2 separate regions of the Danio rerio genome follow, and region 2 is linked to region 1. The links are chromatin contacts, called in public Hi-C maps. All regions are on one chromosome and are shown on one strand. Each heading gives the region's core, a stretch centred on a gene start, on an enhancer-like site or on the middle of the called end of the contact. The rest is flanking DNA. Distances are from core to core; before and after follow the strand shown. Region 1 holds the start of LOC556735 (solute carrier organic anion transporter family member 5A1). Region 2 overlaps LOC141380670 (a long non-coding RNA gene).

Region 1 (6,805 bases), core at 2,048-4,547:
TACAAGGGATTTATAAAGCATACATAGTCCTAACTAGGTCATAAAACTGGATGAAGTTGAGTTAAACTGAGTAAATAGCATTTATTATCATAAAAATTAACTTTTTTATATGATATATAATAATAAGATAAATAAATGTTATTTAAATAGTGAATAAAAATAAATAAAAATTAATACTTAATTTAGTAATAAAATAATAATTAACAAAGTATGAAAATACAATCATTAAGCACATTACAAATGTGCGTATAAGTCAAGAATATAAACATAAACTGCTTACTAACATCTGTTAATGTAGAGTTAACAGATAATGAATTCACTATTTGCTAATGCTTAATAAATTGTAGTGTATAATTATTATAAAGTGTTACCTTTTATTGTCGAAGTTGAGATTCTGCCATCAGGAAGTCTACTTAACATGCACAAATGGTGTTAATTTTGTTCTTTTAGATTTGTAGTCTTTTGGTGGTTAATCTATGCTCTTTATTGCAGGCCAGGTCATGGGTTGAGTTCTTTAATCAATGCATTGCAGAGAAACTTGTGTTCGGTATTTTATTTGATTTTATTTTATTTTATTTTATTTTTTCAATATTAGATGAACAATAGGTTTTGTCTGATTGTAGCCGTCGCTTACGGTTGTTGTGGAAGCAATTTTCTCTACTTTTAGTGTAGTGATAGTAGTTTACCGCTAGGTGACAGCACTGTGTCATGTTCATTCAAGTTTTCATTAGAAAACCATCATGTTTGTTTTATTAGAAAACAATCAAATTTAAGGGACATGTTTACAGTGGATGTTAAGTTTAGGCTTACACTCGGGGTTATGTAGTTTTACATTGTTATATAATCTCCTCTGATTTGGGAGATAATTTACAGTTTTAGGGTAGCAATTGGGTATGATTTACTTCAAAGAAATAATATAAATGTAAAGGCTGATTGACTAAACAAGATAAACATAATACAATATGAGGTCTGGCAAAAAAATAAAAATAAAAATAACACTCGTCAAAAAAAAAAAAAAAAAGAAATGGTAAGTATATGAATAAAACATTATGGCATGAATAAAGGCAAGATTGGCCATTTGTCTTTATTTACCAAATCTGTATTGATTCATATGTCCCAATTCTATCTGATTGTGGGTCATTCATTTAGTCCAATTTAATTCATCATTGGTTCAAGATAATTCATTGATTTTAGATTTTATACAAATGCTAATTCTTAAACAGTAAAAATCAGTCTGAATGTATGAAAATAAACTATAGGTCTATGCATATTAAATACTCTTACCTTCTCTTTTAAAATTCCAGTTACATTCGGCAATGTTTTATTAAAATTTAACAGAATGGGTATTCTAGAATTTTTTTTTAAATATACTAGTATATTTTTGTAAAATTTTATATTTGATTATATATTGTTTATAAATAAAATAGTTTATCTTTGTAATAAAGTTATGCACATGTAGTGTCTTGACCTATAGGGAATATTAATGGTATGTAAAGGTTCATAAGTAACCCAAGGCGTTGCATTTATGGCCAGTTCTGTCTATAGACGTGGATGTAGACGTGTAACCAGCAGGTGGTGCAACTGAATCTGTTTCACCGGTTTGTGTTTGATGAGAACTTCAGAGGGATGTGGGGAAGTTATAGGGTTGGTTTTCTGTTGGAAGAGACATGAGTCAGAGGAAAAACTTCCAGCATTCCTGGAAAAAACTATCCAACAATGGTGTGAGAAGCTATTTTTAAACTGTTCGCTATATGATTTGTTTATCTTTAACAAGCATCGCTAGCCCAGGGTTTCCCACCCTTGGTCGCCAAACAGACTGTAGTTTGAGGGTTACAGTTTAAGTTATTCTCAACAGTTAATTTTAAAGTATTAATAACTGTAAAATTATTAGGCTAGTTTGTCCAAAAATGAAAAGAAAAAAAAAATGAGGATGAAAGGTGTGCTGGGGAAATACGATGAAATTATATAAGTGTGCAGTGGAAAGGTCTTTCTTGTATGGGAATACGTTGTAATAGCATTTCCCTTCTTACTTTCATATACTTTCATCTTATTAAAAATACATAAAATATTATGTAAGTAGAATGTATGTGTGTGTATGTGTAAGTGATCATGCAATAGTTTACATTGTTGTAGATTTGTTGACAAATGGGTAAAACCTTTAGGGATTTGAGTTATTTATGGCCTGATGTGTGATTCTGAATTATAATTTACAAAGCAAGTAGTTATTGTAGTAATATCAGTTATCCACTGGAAAAGAGTACAGTTCATTTTTGAGTAATTACAGTATTTATCCCCTTTTTAAAAAAAGCTAAATAGCCAAGTTTTACTCGAAAAAAGAGTTAAATTGTCTGATTTGATATAGGAATTTTAATTGGTAATAAAAAATACTCACTATTCACTCAATATTAGTGAGTCCCTGGGGTTGCCACAGCAGAATGAACCACCAATTACTCTGGCATATGTTTTATGCAGCAAAATTAGAAAAGTTTTTTCAATTCAAACTGAATGTTGCATTTAGTAATATATATTATTTGAATGAATACGTTATCAAATGCTTCAGTTTACCCCACATTCCAAAGATGTGGTACAGGCAAATTGGGTAAGCTAAATTGTCCATAGTGTATGAGTGTAAATGACTTTGTATGGATGTTTCCCTTGAGATGGGTTGCAGCTGGAAGAGCATCCGCTGCACAAACATGAGCTGGATGTTTGCGGGTCATTCCAAGCCGAAAAGAAAATAAATGAATGAATGTCATCAAATGATTATTGTTAGGTCAAGATTGTTATAGGCATTGTTACACTGAATAGCATTTAGTGGGTGTCTTAGTAGCCTACAAATCCATTTATATATTTATTTATTTATTTATTTAATTTACGTAGAATGCTTATTTATCTGTATCCTTTTACTTTAAAACTCTCCACACATTAAACATGTTTTCATAAACAGTGCTTTTGGTTTGGTAAACTACTGCTGCTGCAATGTGGACACAATAAGTTGCATATTTTAAATGCTAATTAATTCATAATATTTTGATTTTAAATAATTTAAATTTATTTGAAATCATATTTTAATAAAAAATATTTAATGCAACTGTTGTAGCAACTATTATTGTGGTCGCCGAAAAATGTTTAACAAAGTGTGTTTTCGGGTCGTTTTGCAATGATTTGTATGGTCATCAAAATATAAATTACTTTATTTTAGAAAATATTTGCTTTATTTTAGACTTTATAAGAAACTTCACTTCCCAGAATGCACTTAGAGGGCTCCGTCACCCTCTTCATCAAATCCGCAATCTCATTCACTCACAATCCGTTTCGAGGACAACAACTCACTACCTCTGTCTGTATCAGCCGTGTAAGTACATTACTCCTCATTCAACTCACTCTTCAGCCACTTCATTGTTGTTATGTCTTGATATTTCACTTAAAGATTAGGGTCTAGCTGTAGCGATGCACTGTGGATGAATTCGGTGAAAGACTCGCTGTTTGAACTGACAGAATGTTTTACTGTATTTTTCTAAATTTCACAATAGTATAAAGTCTTGTTTTCGTAAACATTACGTCGGTAATTAGTTGTATTAAATAAACGCGTAATTCAGAAAGGTTGACACGGTTTGTAGTTTTCCTGACTGTGTTTTATCAGCGCACTGCCGCACGTTTACTGTTATTCTTTGTCTTGCTCTACGTTACCACTAATCTACCAGACAGCAGCGCGACTTCACAAAACAACTGACAGGATCATCCAACGCTGTTTGTGTTGCTTCTTGAATAGTTAACAAATAAATATTAATGTTAGTTTGCTTTTATTTTCATTCTCTTTAGGGTTCCGAATCATTCATCTTCAAATAATAATTCCAGCACCATGACCAGAGATCAATATCAACGATATTCACGAGATGGATGCAACTTTTTGCTGCTTCACTATAACTGTAGGCAGCTGTAAACATTTAAATGTTATATAATTTATCCAATTTCTTTATCTTTTGGACTTATGATGAGAATTAAGTAGACAAGTAGCTGTTGAACAGCTATACTCAGTAATCATGTTTAAAAGTCTAGTCATCGTTTACCTTTTTGTCCTGTCTAATGTGCTGTGAAGTTTTAATTAAATTTCAAAGTACTTCTTGGCTATCTTCCTATTGACTCCAAGTAGTCAATATGACATCATCATATAATGATGAGACCAGGAGTGATGTATCCGAGTCTCTGGAGGTCTGTGAATTCCAGGGACAATATGGAGATACAGGTGGTTGCTTCAAATCCAAAAGCTTGCCTGTTCTTAACGGCGACTGTCCGACCATTAATGAGACATTAGATCCAAGGCTGGTCAGTACAACTCAGACTTTAGTAAACACCGACCAATGCTTGGTGTTCAACGACCTGCGTCAGAAAGGATACTCGAGTGAATTGGATTCACCCACCAGAACTGATTTCTCCCCTTCGGCGTCCAGTATGGTGGGTCTCAGCAGCTCAATGAGAACTGAAGCCAACCGAGCAGGTGGCAAAAAACTAGGCTTTTCATTGGCAAGACTCATCCGCTTCCCTGTGAGGAAGTACTTGAGGGTGATTCTCTCCGACTCTAGGTGTTTTCTGTTCTGCATGTGCTACCTGACGTTCATCCAGTCATTGATGGTCTCTGGTTACCTTAGTAGTGTCATCACCACTATCGAGAAGAGATACAGCCTTAGAAGCTCTGAATCGGGACTGCTGGTCAGCTGCTTTGACATTGGAAGTCTGCTAGTGGTGGTCTTCATCAGTTATTTTGGAGGTCGAGGTCAAAGGCCACGCTGGTTGGCAGTAGGAGGAGTGTTTATCGCGGTAGGAGCTGCTCTTTTCTCCCTTCCGCACTTCATCTCTCCACCTTATCAAATCAAAGAGGTCAACTCATCCATGGGGAATGAGGGCCTGTGTTTGAATGGGAACAGGAGCAGAGATGCTCTGGATGTGTCGTCCTGTCCAAGGGACCAAGAAGGCAATGATCACTCTATATATGTGGCCCTGTTTGTCTGCGCCCAGGTCCTGGTGGGCATGGGATCCACTCCTATCTACACACTGGGACCAACATACCTGGATGATAATGTGAAGAAAGAGAATGCATCCCTTTATCTCGGTAAGACACTTTTTTTTAAAAATTTTGACTGCTATGCCATCACAAATAGTGATAATAACCAATCAAAAAGGCTTTAAGACCAATCTTTTGTTGTCTGTCGCTTCAGCTAATCAGCTTTGTTCAATGTAGACTAATATTTTTCATGAGTTTAACATCTAGCTGTGCAAGAAAACATACATTTTGATGTTAGTGAAGTCATCTTTCACTACTGTGTTGTTTTTAAATGAAGAAGTAATCTTGGATCTTATTCTTGAAGCAACAAAAAAATTACCAATGAAAAGGTGTGAAGCCCTAAAAGTGGCACATATTAAAATTTATTTAATTACTAATTTAGCTAGTGTTGTTATCTGTGAATTTTCATGTCTATATTTTACTGGAGAGGCTAGAAAAATCATAAAGATTTATATTAATTTATATTATTAATAACATTATTATTATGTTTACATTTTTTTATTATTCAAATGGACATATTCTGACTAAGGAAAGTTGAATGTGCTGCCAGTTTGTTATTTGCCTAATAAATGACACAATAGGGTAATGTTTTTTTCTCCTAATAGGTCCTTTTCATATTTCCGGGTTCCTCAGTAGCGGAACTCGCCATAGTTGAGGAAAACTTGAATGGGAGAATGCAACAAATTATTATTTTTTTTACAAACTTTTTTGCGAAAATAATAAAAGAAAAACTCCTCGATGATGTTATAAAGAAAAAGGGGAAAAAAATGTGTGAGTCTGATGACGGCAGCCAGAGGAGAGAATAACATTAAATTTACTGTCTTGTCCCATAGAATAGAAAGGCTGCACACAAGCAGTACTTTGTTTTTTGTAATTTGAAGCAAAGATGATATAATACGTTCATAAATGCATATAAATGTTCATATGTAAATAAATAAATAAATAAATAAATAAATAAAAATTCTAAATATTTAAAAACTTTTAAGGATTTAATTAGGATGCTGATTAAATGTGTTATAACAGGCTTGTAAAAATAATCCATTATATATGATGATGTAATAAAATTGTATATAAAAAAGTATTTTTTCATATTTATTTGTTCTAAATCTTTAGAAGATAATTTTGGTACATAAAAATGTGTGGTTATGATAAGCTAATACAGCTAAAAACAGCGCTTAAAATGTCACTATTAAACCTCACAATTAAATAGAAAATGAGGTGAATAACTGCAAAAAGATACTTTTTTCCCACCCCAAGATACCACCCCATTTACCATGCGGGCTATGAAAGTAGTCAAAATTTGAAGTGGTTCAAATCCTTTAAAAGTATAGAGCAAAACCCTTTTTTTATTTTTTTAATCTTTAAATGTTGACTACTGTATACATTTGCATATTTAGTCTAGTTTTACAAACAAATGTTAGCATTTCTATATTTCAAATTATAGTCATGTAGATCATAAATTGAGAGGTGGTCAAAATACCAAAAACGTGCCATATTTTCAGAAATTTTCATTGTTCTCGACACCAAATCACTGTTCTAACTTAACTTAGTTACAAGTTAAAAATTTACTCACAATAACACTGAATTTCAATCACAAGAAAGGAAAACAATACTTTTGAACAGTATCAGTTTGTCATTTGCTTAAAAAAGCTCTAAAGTACAGTGTTTCTTTAAAATAGGAAGATGCCTAATTGAATTTGAGAAAATTAAAACAAAACTCGTACGAACCTATTGAATCCAGTA
Region 2 (6,805 bases), core at 2,310-4,809, 370 kb after region 1:
CCAGACCACGGCCGGCACACGTGTCAAACGTGCACTTACACACACAAGCTTGTACACACATACTCTCTCTATGAGCCACAGAGACAGGAGGAGGAGCATCAGGCGCTCTTTGTGCGTGTGTGTGCTTGTTTGTGTGTGTGCACAGTCAGATGGACTTCAGCACGTTTACTGGAGCTGCACACCTGCGTCCTCACAGAGAGACACACAGTTCTACCTGTCTAGCTTCACCACTGTCACTGCACTGAATCATTAAGATTATACAGTCTGTCCTACACAAACATTATTATAGAATCTCTGTCACAGCAGTATGTTTTATGAGAAACAAAATGAGTTGTGCAAGATATAAAATTGTGCGTATGAAATTTTGGACTGTTAAGTCATTATGATTTGATCATTTTGAAAGGTACACAACTTTAAAAATTTTAAATTAAGCAATTTAAGAATGTCTAATTAGTATATGTTTATATTTCTCTACTTCTAATTACATGTAAGTTATCATTTAAATAAAATTATAAAACATGTTTGTTCATTGAATTAAAGCTAAATTGAACAAACACACACACACACACACACACACGTACACACACACGCACACACACACGCACACACACGCAAAGTTGAAGTCAGAATTATTTGCCCTCCTTTGATTTATTATTATTTTTTCTTTCTTTTTTAAAATATTTTCCAAATGATGTTTAAAAAATCAAGGAAATGTTCACAGTATGTCTGATCATATTTTTTCTTCTGAAGAAAGTCTTATTTGTTTTATTGCGAATAGAATAAAAGCAGTTTTTAATTTTTTAAAAACCAGTTTAAGGTCAAAATTGTTAGCCCATTTAAGCTTTTTTCAATAGTCTACAGAACAAGGCATCATTATACAATAACTTGTCTAATTACCCTAACCTGCCTAGTTAACCTAATCAACCTAGTTAAGCCTTTAAATGTCACTTTAAGCTGTATAAAAGTGTCTTGAAAAATATGTAGTCAAATTTTATTTACTGTCATCATGGCAAAGATCAAATAAATCAGTTATTAGAGATGAGTTATTAAAATTCTTATGTTTAGAAATGTGTTGAAAAAATCTTCCCTCCGTTAAACAGAAATTCGGGAACAAAATAAGCAGGGGGGCTAATAATTATGTAATGCATTAAAAATACAATGTTAAATAGAATGCATAAATGAAGAAGCTATAAATAACCTGTAATGTTTTGAATGGCTGTAGTTATTCTCCAGTTGTTCTTTGGGGTGGTTAAGGTGCTATGTATCACTAAAAGTGTTTCTTTGGCTTGTAATCTTAGGGGAACCAATTTAAGTGCTACTTAACCCCATTTCATAGTGTATAACTACCCCAAAGAACAACTGGGGAACTATTATAGGTTCTTGATAGGTTACATATAGCACTTAAATTGCTCATCCTATGATTACGAACCAAAGAACTAAATAATAAACTAAAAACACAAATATAGCAAGTCTAAATAATAACATATTGGTACAATAAACAAATGATACTATTAAATTTTAAAAAAAGTAATTCTGTATTACAGTTTTTCTCAGTTGCATTGGTGCATATCTCACAACACTATTTACATTTACACAACAGTTAATGCACTTCTCTAAACAATTAGAACAAACTGCAAAATCTAGTTGATAACCTGCAAAAGTGTGTCACTTGCTCAAAATGGATAGCTCATTCCTCAAAAGCAAGTATTGATGCCAATGAAAGCGTCAGTGTCAACAAGATGAAAACTCCTGACACCATTGTTTATAGACAAGAAATTCAAATGGATTTGTCATGTTTTCATTATGTCAGTTTATTCTGTACATGTTTTCCAATTCAAAACAGTCAGATTTTGGTGACACTTCCTGAAAATGCTCAAGACAGAACTATCTGCACAGCCATTTAAAAACTACATTAAAGTTAGACATTAATGCATTTAGTGAGGTATGAGTACAAGACACTAAATATGTATGTTTCACATTTTTATTGCATTTGCTCTTTGCAATTCTAATTTAGTCACAACATTGTGCAAAAGAATAAATACACACTTATTTACAACAAACATAAACTTAATTTGGGTGGAGCTGTGCACAACTGTAAACAATATTGACGTACATATTGAAACCTACCACATACCTAAAACATACATAGGTCTGTTAATCATTCCTGAAATTGTTTAATTTAGAAGACATTTTTAGGGGAAAAAAAAAGATTTACATTTTTAAAAATAAAATTAGCTTGACTGATTTTGACTAGTTCAACATTTTTGTATGCAATGACTCGAGTAATGAAATGAGGACTATTAGTTTAATATGGAGTGACTATTAAGAATTTACAAGTTTAGTTAAATTTGACTGATATGACATAAGCAATTTATGATGTTATAAAACAGCAGAGAGTGCAAAAGCATTTGCAATTTGTTGGACGGAATGAGAAACTGTTACTATGATGAGCACAAATTATTAATTGTTTTGAAAAATGCATGAACTATTGTGCAAATGTAAATAGTGTTGTGAGAAATGCACCAAAGCCACTGAAAAAAAACTGTAATTTATAATTCCTAATATGGCTAAAATGATTCTATAAAAATTCAATATAAAAATACAAAAGCAACAGCTTTAACAGTTGTTAAACACATATCAACTAAAAGGTGATATCATTTTTCTGACAAACTACATTAATACATGTTTTTATGCTTGGATTATTGTATAAATACATAGGTCTGTGTGCATAAATGCACGATTTAATAACAAAAGGGCAGCTGGTGTTACACGTGTGATCTCTAATCACCATCATCATCATCATTATAAGCTGTTAACCCCATACTAGCTAAAAGGTGTTTATATTGTGTACCATACTTCTAACAATTAATAATAACACATGTATATTCCAGAAAACAAATACTTTTTTCTATAGTCAGATTATCACAAGCATACAGTACATACATACATTCACATAGGTCTGTGTGCATAAAGGCATAATTTATTAAACAAAAGTGTAGCTGGTGTTACACATGTGATCTCTCATCATCATTATCATCACCATTATCATCATCTGATAATGAATCAGCATTATGTCTCCACCAAGGATTACTTTTATCACATGAACGCCTCATTTAATGATGCAATGGTTAAGTCATTGTCTATTGTAGTGACTAGCATCATCCCCCATGTGACTGCACCACCTGAATATTAAAAAGAAATATACCACTTTATTACAACGCTGACCTCACACTAGTAACAACAGCTAAAGCTTGTGTCATTATCTTAATCATCAGCATTATTATCACCATCACTAGAATAGAAACGCACAGCACGTACTCATTGTTCTGTTTGACAAATTCATAGTTGTCATCATCAAGCTCTGCAGTTTCTCTAAATATCTGACTATCACAGGGGCCAAACAACACAGCATAATGTCCCCACACTGATCCGGAACTCAGTAGTACGTTATTTATTTTCATCAGTCGCTCGTTTTTTTCTGTGCCAGAGCTTGTGTGAGTCCATTCCTGGCACAGCTGAGGGCAAGAGCTGCGAGATCAGTGGAGAAATGAACCCACAGGAGCAGTGAGTCAGATCTGAGTCAAGCCCTGCTCTCCACACAGTCACGATGCCCATGATCATAGCAGATGTGCCAGCTGACCTTCTAAGGGTGCCATACAAGGACTGCTGAGCCATGATACTTGGCTTTTTCTTCACCTCTGATCCCTTCAAATGCATTTTATTTATGAATATAATAAATAAATATAAAATGTATGTATATATTCATTCATTCACATAATATATATTCATCGTGTATATACATTAATTTATTATATATACATTCAGTTATACATTCATTCATTCATATATATATATGTGTGTGTGTGTGTGTGCGTGTGTGTGTGTGTGTGTGTGTGTGTGTGTGTGTGTGTGTGTGTAATTTCTGTATGATTCAAATGGTTTCAATCATTTTTATGATCAAAATCGCTCAACATTGCCATGTGTATAGAAAATGCCATTTGTATAGAAATAATGCTGCTATGATATATGAAACAAAATCGGTAGTTGGCAAATATATTGTGTGCATATTTGTAAATATGATCCTGAAAGAGTCAGTCCCTTACCAGCCACAAACCTCACCATAGGTCACTGATATTTATTCTTTAATTTTCCTTGAGCTTAGTCTCTATTTTAGAGGGTGCCACAGCGGAATAAAAATATTAAACATAATATCTTATATAATGCGGGAAATATATATATATATATATATATACGTGTGTGTGTGTGTGTGTGTGTGTGTGTGTGTGTGTGTGTGTGTGTGTGTGTGTATACATACATACATACATACATACATACATACATACATATATATATATATATATATATATATATATATATATATATATATATATATATATATATACATACATATATATATTAAGTAAGTTAAAACATTTATACAGTGGAAAGGTTGAAAACTGTTGATTATTATTATTATTAATAATAATAATAATAATAATAAACAAAGATTTATAAGCTATAAGCATATTTTGGACATCTGCAAATTCTTACAGTATATACAGCACTTGCTGTATACCATAACTATGTATTATGACAACAACAAAAAAGAGCATACTAAAATATGTACAATTTCATTAATTCATTCATTCATTTTCTTGTCAGCTTAGTCCCTTTATTAATCCGGGGTCACCACAGCGGAATGAACTGCCAACTTATCCAGCAAGTTTTTACGCAGCAGATGCCCTTCCAGCCTCAACCCATCTCTGGGAACATCCACACACACATTCACACACACACTCATACACTACGGACGATTTAGCCTACCCAATTCACCTGTACCGCATGTTTTTGGACTGTGGGGGAAACCGGAGCACCCGGAGGAAACCCACACGAAGGCAGGGAGAACATGCAAACTCCATACAGAAACGTCAACTGAGCCGAGGTTCGAACCAGCAACCCAGTGACCTTCTTGCTGCGAGTCGACAGCACTACCTACTGCGCCACTGCCTCGCTGCATATGTACAATTTACTAATGAAAAATACTACATAACACATTTGATTTGCCCTCCAAGTGTGGGTTCAGAATATGAAAAAGGAAGAAAAGCTGTATGTTCTGGAACATAAAGTACCTGTAGTTGAAGGAACACCTAGTTATGTGCCTGAAGCAATTTTACTTTAGAACTACAACTATTGTACCAAAAACATCACTGACCACATGACAGAGAAAGAGAAAGAGGGGGGTGGGGAGGGCTCCAAAGGAAAAGTAGAGTAACACAAGAATTTAAAGAATGTGACTTGTTGGTGTTGTAAATAACTTTTAGTCCAAGAATTCAGGGAATCAGGCAAAAGGCAACAAGAATTGAGACAGAGCTGAAATCAGTGGTGCTGTGAGTTGCTGCCCTGTGCTTGACCCCAGTGCTTCACATGCTGTAAACTGGACAGGACAATGGCAGGACTTCATTAACGCAATTCACATTGTTGTCACGGTGTCGACTGTTTTCTGATAAGCATGACCGTAAAAGAAAGACTCAGCATGTGTGCGTGAAGGAAGAGTGATATACAGTGAGATAATAGTTGACTGAGAGTGCAAGTTTGGGTCAGTAAATGCATGTGTGTGCATGAAGACTGACTGTAAGAGCAGGATTACTCACTGTGCAGCTGGGACTGCTCCACTTCACTGCTTTGGTTGTCGCAGCAACTCAGTGCACGGCACGGGCACGCAGAGGGCACATTGCCAGGTAAAGAGAGAGGGAGGGTGTTGGCATCAGCCTGTGGTTCTTCCAGCTGGCAGTGCCAGGATCTTGGATACCCTGCAGAGTAAAGCCAACTTTATTCAAACAGCATCTTACACTTGTGCTAAATCTAAATAGATGTCAGCACAGTATTTTTATTCTGTGTTTCTCAAGCACTTTTTGAAGTTTGTTTTAAAACATTTAGTATTATCTGCTTCCCATTTACTCTCATTCAAATAGGCACAAAGACTACAATATGGATGAAAAATATCCAATTTAGCCTATTTGATGGATTTACATGTGGTTTAAGCATATTTAAGCTAGTCAGATAAGAGGCCAGCCTAAAACAGCTTAGAAAAGCTAATCATCTTATTCTAGATTAAACTGAAAACTTAAAAAAAAAAAAAAGGGGCAGGTTATTTAGTGGTGTCTAGTTTGCAAACCTATTTGCACATTCCAGTGCTAAAACATATTCCAATCAGACTAAAAAAACAACTAAGCTAAACTCTAGCTTAAGGATGGAAGAATGGCTTAAAACGTATAAGATCGTTTTGATAAGACAGAGAGACCATCATAAACCTGCTAAGATTGACAAACCCTCTTAGTCTGGTTAAACTGCTTAAAGAGAGTAAGACAAAACCAGCATTTCCTACAGAAAACACAAGTTTATTTTGTGGGAGATTTTTTTAAATAGGCTTTAGAAATGCATATGCATTTTGTTTTTCCTACTAGGAAAGCGAATGTTCACAGATTTTCAGCTTTCTTATAAAATTATATCTCAAAATATGTTCTTTAGTGTTCAAAAGAAGAAAGAAACACAGAGGTTTATAAACACTTCAAGGTGAGTAAATAGTAGGTACATTTTTGTTTTTAGGTGAACTATTCCTTTAAACCAGCTAAGAATGACTGCTGTGTTTAGTGGAGATTATCAAAATAGACCTCACAAGCCAACATGTATGCATTTTGGTAACAAATTCAGGTTAGCTGTGTCTCAATTTCGTTTTTAAAAGTGTTTCTTTCATGACAGTTTAGACACTCAAACAAAAACCAGCTTACTCACTAACTTAACACCA

What was found. Hi-C and Micro-C count contacts between places; a contact is called where the count stands out from the background.
Region 2: a contact with region 1 is called in a Hi-C map of an unstated tissue, with 6 times the contacts expected there. The contact joins the enhancer-like site here to the promoter of LOC556735 in region 1. A contact is called at or near these places in 3 of 18 Hi-C or Micro-C datasets (embryo and an unstated tissue).

The regions. Positions count from the first base shown.
Region 1 is chr24:23,459,876-23,466,680 of GRCz12tu, forward strand. LOC556735 (solute carrier organic anion transporter family member 5A1) reads left to right here and starts at 3,298. Exons shown (of 10, transcript XM_679609.9): 1 at 3,298-3,355; 2 at 3,823-5,110. The coding sequence starts at 4,159.
Region 2 is chr24:23,826,807-23,833,611 of GRCz12tu, forward strand. It overlaps LOC141380670 (a long non-coding RNA gene), which reads right to left. Exons shown (of 4, transcript XR_012399284.1): 2 at 5,652-5,810. It also overlaps a transcript of LOC556668 not described here. Among named protein-coding and RNA genes, the nearest start is that of slc22a13b, 58 kb to the right of the region's middle. Within about 2 kb of position 3,560, at least 3 of the 62 cell types and tissues checked have an H3K27ac peak or open chromatin away from gene starts, as enhancers often do.